Linked DNA regions of Anser cygnoides: region 2 is linked to region 1. The links are chromatin contacts, called in public Hi-C maps. All regions are on one chromosome and are shown on one strand. Each heading gives the region's core, a stretch centred on a gene start, on an enhancer-like site or on the middle of the called end of the contact. The rest is flanking DNA. Distances are from core to core; before and after follow the strand shown.

Region 1 (3,419 bases), core at 559-3,058:
CCGTTTCTCATTCCCTGGCTGTCTCTCATTCCCTGGCTGTCATTCCCAGCAGTGCCAAGGGGCAGGAGAGGGGAGCACCAGCTCTAGCACAAAACCCACCCCGTGCTCCTCTAGTTTATACAATCCCCCTTTCGGCTTTAGGTTCACGCTGGAAGCAGTGCCTAGATCCTCTCTGCTTGTCCCGTGCTCCCCCGGTTCAGGACGTTTGCATGATCTGCAGCGCGCAGCCCACAAGAGTGCGTGCTGGCTGCACGCTCTTCGCCGAGCCTTGCCTTCCACTTGGTTCCCCGACTATCAAAAATCCCTGCTATCAGCTGTTTTTACTGCTGCAGAGGTGGGTGAGCAGCGTCCTTGCTTCAACACCTCCCACGCAGCTGCTGGCTTTGCAGCTGCAGCGATCGGTCGTAAGTGTCCAGGGGCCAAGTAGGGGTTTTACTATGCAGTAAAAAAAGCCAGGCCACAGCAAGCAGCTTTAATTATCCGCATATAATAAACTCCTCTGTAGCCCTCTACCTACAGACCTGATCTCACAGGGCAGACCAGCATCCAGTGAACCAAAATTATCCCTGGCAGGGCTCCACGCCTTTCAATGGCCTCGTGATTCCTGCCCGGTGGGTGCTGCTGGAGCCCTAGCGGGAGGCCAGGCAGAGAGGCTGAACGGTGAACTTCAGGAATGAGAAAGTTATGGTGAGAAATCTCCTCCGCAGGGTACGGGGAACTGCAGGCTGAGATCAGCATGCTCCCGAGTATACCCGGGGCAGGGCGTAGCTCTGATTGCGAGGCCGGGGCATATGCATGCTGCTCCTGGTCCGATTATACGCGCACTCATCCTGCCCTGCCAGAGGCGTACCAGGCACCGCACACAGCCAGACCAGGGGCAGACCGAGCGCCAGCACGTCAGGCTAAAAGAAGCACTTCCCGTGATATTAAAAAAAATAAATAAATAAAAAAGCTTCGCCAAACTGTCCTTGGAATATCAAACAATTGTTTTTCATTCTTCAGAGGGAATCTTCCTTCCCATGCTGGAAGTGAAGGGTCATGCCAGCAGAGTTGCTCTTTCTTCTTTATCTCCGCTTGGCTACATTTGGAAGAGATTAGCGTTGCATTTGTTTGACATCCAGGTTAATAGCTTCCCTTCGTCCCAGCCTCGGCTTCCGGTTTTGGCTATCTGGAAAGCCAGGACGAAAATTAATCGACAAACTCTTGGGAGAGGATCTCCGAAGAAAACTCAGACCAGATTTGAAAAGGGGCTGCTCTGAAGTGCGCTGATTTGGATGGGAGCCACCGAGTGAAAATTAGAGATTTTCAGGAGTTTGCTGCCAAGGAGTTAATGGCCGAGCGTTGAGGTTTGCAATAAATACGCTGGTAATTAATTATAGGAGTTGTCTTCGTGTTTGAAAGTCAAGGAACGCGACCGCTTGTTTGGGTTAAACATCTCCCCTGCAGTATTTGCAGCCCAAACACGAGCCGGGGAGGGGGAGCGCGCGGCCAGACAAAGCAGCGGCTGCTCGGGGGGTGCTGGGGGGGGGTCTTGGGGACCCCAAATGCGAACGGGGGCCGGGGGGAGCGGAGCAGCGGGGCGGCTGGGGGGGGGGGGGGCCGCTGCAGGACGGGGAGCGGGGAGCTCCGGGAGGAGGGAGCGGGGAGGGGGGGTGCAAAAAGGGAAAATAAAAAAAAAAAAAAAAAAAGGAAAGGAGGCGTGCAGCGCTCCCGCAGACAAAGGGGCGGCGGGGGCGGGCCGGGAGCTCCTCCCGGCGGGGCGGGGGCTTCGGCCCGGGGGGGGGGGGGGGGGGCAGCAAATTCCCACCCGCGGCGGCAGCGGGGGCGGCCCCAGCGGCAGCGCAGGTGGGGCCGGGGCAGGAGCGGCAGCAAAAGCAGGAGCAGCACCGGGAGCGGGAGCAGCAGCTTCAGGAGGAGCAGGAGCAAAAGCAGCAGCAGGACCAAGTTTCCCCGGGCCGGGGGGGGGACACACGAAGTTGCGCGGGGGCGGCCCCTTTGTTCCCGGGCCGATGCGGCGCGCCTAGCCCCGGCGGTGGGGCCGCAGCGGGGGCAGGGGCAGCCCTCCGCCGGAAAACTCGGCGCCGTCCCCCGCCTCCCCTTCCTCCTCCTCCTCCTCCTCCTCCCCGCCGATGCTTCCCCGGGCGGCGGGCGGCGATGGAGCGGGGCGGTAGCGCGGCGGCGCGGTGCGGAGCAGCCCCTCGGGCAGCCGCCCGCTGCCCCTGAGCAGGGAGGAGGAGGAGGAGGAGGAGGAGGAGGAGGAGGAGGAAGGCCGCGGCCATGGAGGAGTGGCGGCAGTGCGGCCGCTGGCTCATCGACTGCAAAGTTTTGCCCCCCAACCACCGGGTGGTCTGGCCCTCGGCGGTGGTCTTCGACCTGGCGCAGGCGCTGCGGGACGGGGTGCTGCTGTGCCAGCTGCTGCACAACCTCTCCCCCGGCTCCATCGACCTCAAGGACATCAACTTCAGGCCCCAGATGTCCCAGGTATTATTATTATTTTTCTTTATTTTTATTTTTTTTGGGGGGGGGGGTGGCGGTGGCGGCGTGCGCGTAGGGCTCTTTGTGTTCTTGCAAAACTTCGTGGTACGAGTGAGTGCGGGAGTGGGTAGGTGGGTGTGGGGGGGAGAGCTTTTTTTCCAGCCCCCCCCCCCGGCTGCCCTTCGCCCCCTACCCCTGTGTTTTAGCTCCCAGCCCCGTATCCCCCCCCCCCCACCCCGAGGCTCAGCCCCAGCACCGGGGCTCAGCGCTGGGAAGCCATCAGTGGCTGTACAGAGGGGGCTGGGGGGGCAGAAACCGCCCCGGGGAAGAAGGCAGCGTCCCCCCCACCCCCCCCCCTTCCCTGTGATGTATAAGTAATTTATAACACCCCCACGTTTATAGCCCTCTCGAAACAAAAGCAGCCAGCACGGCCGAGATGAGGCCGGCGCGGTTACTGCCAAGCTTTTCTCGAGGCTTAAGTTTGGCTTTGATGCGCTGCAGGAGCGGTGCTCTGAGCGCTGTCCTGGCAGGGTGCTGGCCCGAAGGGCAAAAGTTTGCCCAGGGAGATGAAAAACAAGAGGAAAACGCTCCCCAGGTGCTCTGCGAGCCCACCCCGGAGCCCGGGGGGCCGGGTGCTGCGGGGCTGGGCTCAGCGCTCCCCACCACCGTGGCTTTGGGGTTGGGTGACCCTAAGGCTTTAGGGTTCCCTCCCTGGACGCGTTTCCATCTCCGATCGTTTTGGTGGAAGGATGCTTGCACGCCAAATGGGCTCTGTCCGCCTGGCTTGCAGCGCTCTGCGTTTCCGCGTGCCGAGCCGCGCGGCATTTGCATGGGAATCGGGAAATGAAAATCGATGAGAAACGAATGAAACCCGGCCGTGCGTCCCCTGCCCCGCAGCTGCTGGGAAGCCGCTGTCCTGTTTGAACAGCCGAGGGCTTTCTCGG
Region 2 (3,419 bases), core at 477-2,976, 270 kb after region 1:
GAAAAAAAAAAAGAACAGAAACTCCACTCACATCATCCACACGCCAGCTGCTATGTTCAGGGGGTTGATGGTGACGCAGTTCCACAGACCAGCAAAGGCACAGGCTGGAAGGCAAGAAGAGGCTTTCGGTGACCACAAAGACCCACAGGACAGCGGGGTCGGAGGCTGGCCAGCAGGGCTGGCTTCTCCCAGCTCCAGCCTGCCCTGCAGCCACACCAGCAGGGTTGTGCCCTCCTGTGCTTTGGGCTCATCTGTCCGGACAGACAGCGCTGGAGCTGCCCAGAAGGGTCCTTGCCTTGGCTGGCACCTCCGGGCACTGCAGAGCAGCGTGCACAGACCAGCACAGAAGGGCTGATGGCCCGAGGAGAGCAGGATGCAGGTGGAGGGTTTGTTCCCATCCTACCTGGCCCAGCATCCAGGTATCCTTCTGCTCTGAATGCTTGGTGCCTCAGTGTGACGCCTGCTCAGAACAGTGTTTGCTTTTATGTGCGGTCACATACGTGGCACCCCGGGTTTTATTTGCAAAGGAACCACTGGTTTGCCCCAGGACTGAACAAAGACGACCCTGCCGGCACCCATCTCAGAGCAGCACGGGGAAAAGTTCAGCAAAAAAATTACTTGCAGCCCTTTCAGGCTGAAAATAAAGGAGAGGTGAACCCGGTCTTGGTCACACACTGCTAGTTCTGTGCAACTCTGCTAAAGATTGGCAGAAAAGAGCCAGTTTTGGGTCTCTGCTAATACAAATGGAAGTGGCTGCTGGTTAAAGCAAGGCCCAGAATAGCTCCTGCTCTCCTGAATTCGTAATGCCAGGAGAGGAAGCAGCCAGCAGCCAGGCTGCAGGCACCCACCTCCTGCCTCATTAAACTTGCAAAGAGCTCCCTGCACTCGATACGGCCCCTTTCCCCCGCTGACACCGAGAGGCTGCTGCTGCTCACCTGGGAACCCGAGCCCACGGGAGGGAGGGCGGCGAGGCAGGGGCTGCATCCCCAGTAAACAACAACACAGTGCAGAACCGCATCTGAAATTATACAGCCCTTAAAGGCTGGCCTGGGATGTGCAGCTGAATAATGAAGAGAGCGGTGTGAATGTGAGAATCAGCCTGGATCCAGGTATTTCTGAAGTCTGCTCATGTTTTGCTAAGGGAATCCCTGAGCAGGGCTGCTGTGAGCAGTCCTGACCTTCAAAAGCTTGGCACGAGTTTGCAAGGTTTCCTTCAGGCATCCACTGCTGAATCCTCAAGGTTTCCTCAAGAATATTTACCCTTATTTACCAGACTGGGAAACAGAGCTGCAGGCCTATGATAGGACCAGGCTAAGGTCACCCCACAAGCAAGTGGCCCCCTGATTTTAGAAAACAACCAAACAGGTTTATTTTTAGAGGCTTCCTAGGACTGTCCCCTAGGACCCAAAATCTCCTGGAGATTCCTGCTAGAACAAGATCCCTACAGAGCAGAAATGCCACAGGACATGCTACCAGCCGCGCTCCAAGGGCACTTCTCATCCTCCCATCACAAAGGGATCAGTGTCAGTGTCCCTGCACTGCAGGGGGAAACTGAGGCACCGGGGTGGGATGATGCACACACGCAAACAGACGGAGAGCTGGCAAAGCACCAGCAAGCAGGATTGTAAGGAGCAGCAGGCAGGGACGTTTCTAACTCTGTGACCAAAAAACCCTTGGATGCTCTCGGAAGAGGAGCTCAGGGGACTTGTGACACTTGTGACACAAGTCCGCACCATGGACTTCTAACACTTTTTCTTCACAGAAAAACACACTTCTGAAAATAACCTTAAATGACTTTCAAGCATTTTATTATTAGCAGAACAGCAAAACCCAGCAGCACCTTGACTACCACTGAAAGGGCAAGGGCAGAGCCCTGCCCTGGTTAACAGCACAGTGGAGCAGAGCAGTGCAAGAGGTTCAGAGCTACAAAATCAGCCTCAACCACAGAGCAAACCTAGGGAGGCAGAATGTTATTTTCCAAGCAGGACTTTGGCCCTACTATTTTTTTATTTCTTTTTACCCTAGTCAATCAGGGTTTCGCTTTGTCAGGGCTTTGGTTCAGTTCTTCAAGTTTTGTTTTCATCCCAAAACAACCCTTGACCACTGAATGTCCTCACAGGAGCCTCAGCGAAGCGATCGCCCTGGTTGCCAATGGACTAATGACCCAGCAGGCCTGAGCTGAGCGAGTCCCTACGTCAGCACGAGCACCAACCAGCAGGAAAGGAGTCAAAGGTTTATAATCGCAGGAGCACTGCACTCAGTGGTGGTTGCCAACAGCCACAGAGATAACGATTCGGTGACCTTCAGTCTCCTTTGCAGTGCAATGCATCCTGCGGCAGCCTGGCACATCCTGGTCCCGCTGGGGCAGGATCGGCTCCTGCCTCTGTAGCCAAAAGGGACGCGGAGCCAACCCAGAGGCTTCTTTTTGCACAACAAAGCCTCACAAGAGGCTTCAAATTCAGATAATGCTCGATGGCACGTAAGCTATGGAAGACAGTCCTGCCATTTGTTTAACTGCTGTCCCGTCCTGAGGCCCTGGGGAAGCACAAATAACTGGGAGCTAAAACGAGGAAGTAAAAAAAAAAAAAAAACACACCACCCCCCACAAAGCCTCTATTCATTCCAAGCAGCTGGTCACTGTCCTCAATGCAACCCTATTTTTGCTCCTAGAGCATTTTACAAAAGCCACAGACTCCCATCGTCCTTTTACAAATGGGAACACAAGGGGGAGAGGGGACTCGACCGAGGTCACCAAGCCAGGCTGTGCAGGAGCCAGAAACAGACCCTGAGCCTTGTTTGTCTCGCTTGTGCTCCACCTCCCAGCCCTTTCTGGCTTGATCTTGCTGGTTACAGGTGTTGGCACGTGGTAGGTGTCACCTCCCAGCCTCACCTCCACTGACAAAGTTTCCCATCCATCCTACAGGAAATTCTTCCTCCTGCATAAAATAACCTAGGCCTGTAGCAGCCACAACCCAGACGTCCAAAATCCGTATAAATGAGTTCTGTTCCTTCGTAGCGAGCTCTGAAATTAGAGGCACACTCCAACCTTGCCTAGTTATCAGTCAGCCCTTGTCCTAACAGGCCACCTTCAACAAGGCGATGCTGAACAAGGAGCGTTTTGAGGAGGCCTGTCACCAGCATGGAGGATTGCCTCCTTCCATGACCTCCCGGGTCCCTGCTCCTACCAGGAGCCTGTGACCCCGGCTGACTTGCTTTCTGCCCCACAGACCCCACAAAGTGAGACTGCCCAGGCCACAGAGCAAGCTGTCTGACTCCCCGAGCCATCGGCAATCCTCCTGCCTGTTTCTTCTCCCACATTCACCCAAACACGTAAAACTCTCAGCTTTCCTTTAAAAACAAGTCATGAGTTCTCCAAGCTGTGAAGAAAAGACTGAGAAAAGAATCCAAGTACAACTCGG

The links. A called contact is a pair of places that touch in the nucleus more often than the background predicts.
Region 2: a contact with region 1 is called in a Hi-C map of liver, with 14 times the contacts expected there. The contact joins the enhancer-like site here to the promoter of VAV2 in region 1. A contact is called at or near these places in 2 of 7 Hi-C or Micro-C datasets (both in liver).

What each region holds. Positions count from the first base shown.
Region 1 is chr20:4,166,786-4,170,204 of Taihu_goose_T2T_genome, forward strand. VAV2 (vav guanine nucleotide exchange factor 2) reads left to right here and starts at 1,809. Exons shown (of 27, transcript XM_066981004.1): 1 at 1,809-2,481. The coding sequence starts at 2,278.
Region 2 is chr20:4,436,840-4,440,258 of Taihu_goose_T2T_genome, forward strand. CACFD1 (calcium channel flower domain containing 1) reads right to left here. Exons shown (of 5, transcript XM_066980695.1): 2 at 32-104. Among named protein-coding and RNA genes, the nearest start is that of CACFD1, 3.7 kb to the right of the region's middle. Within about 2 kb of position 1,727, at least 1 of the 3 cell types and tissues checked has open chromatin away from gene starts, as enhancers often do. A contact at or near this core is called in liver, where this site is marked.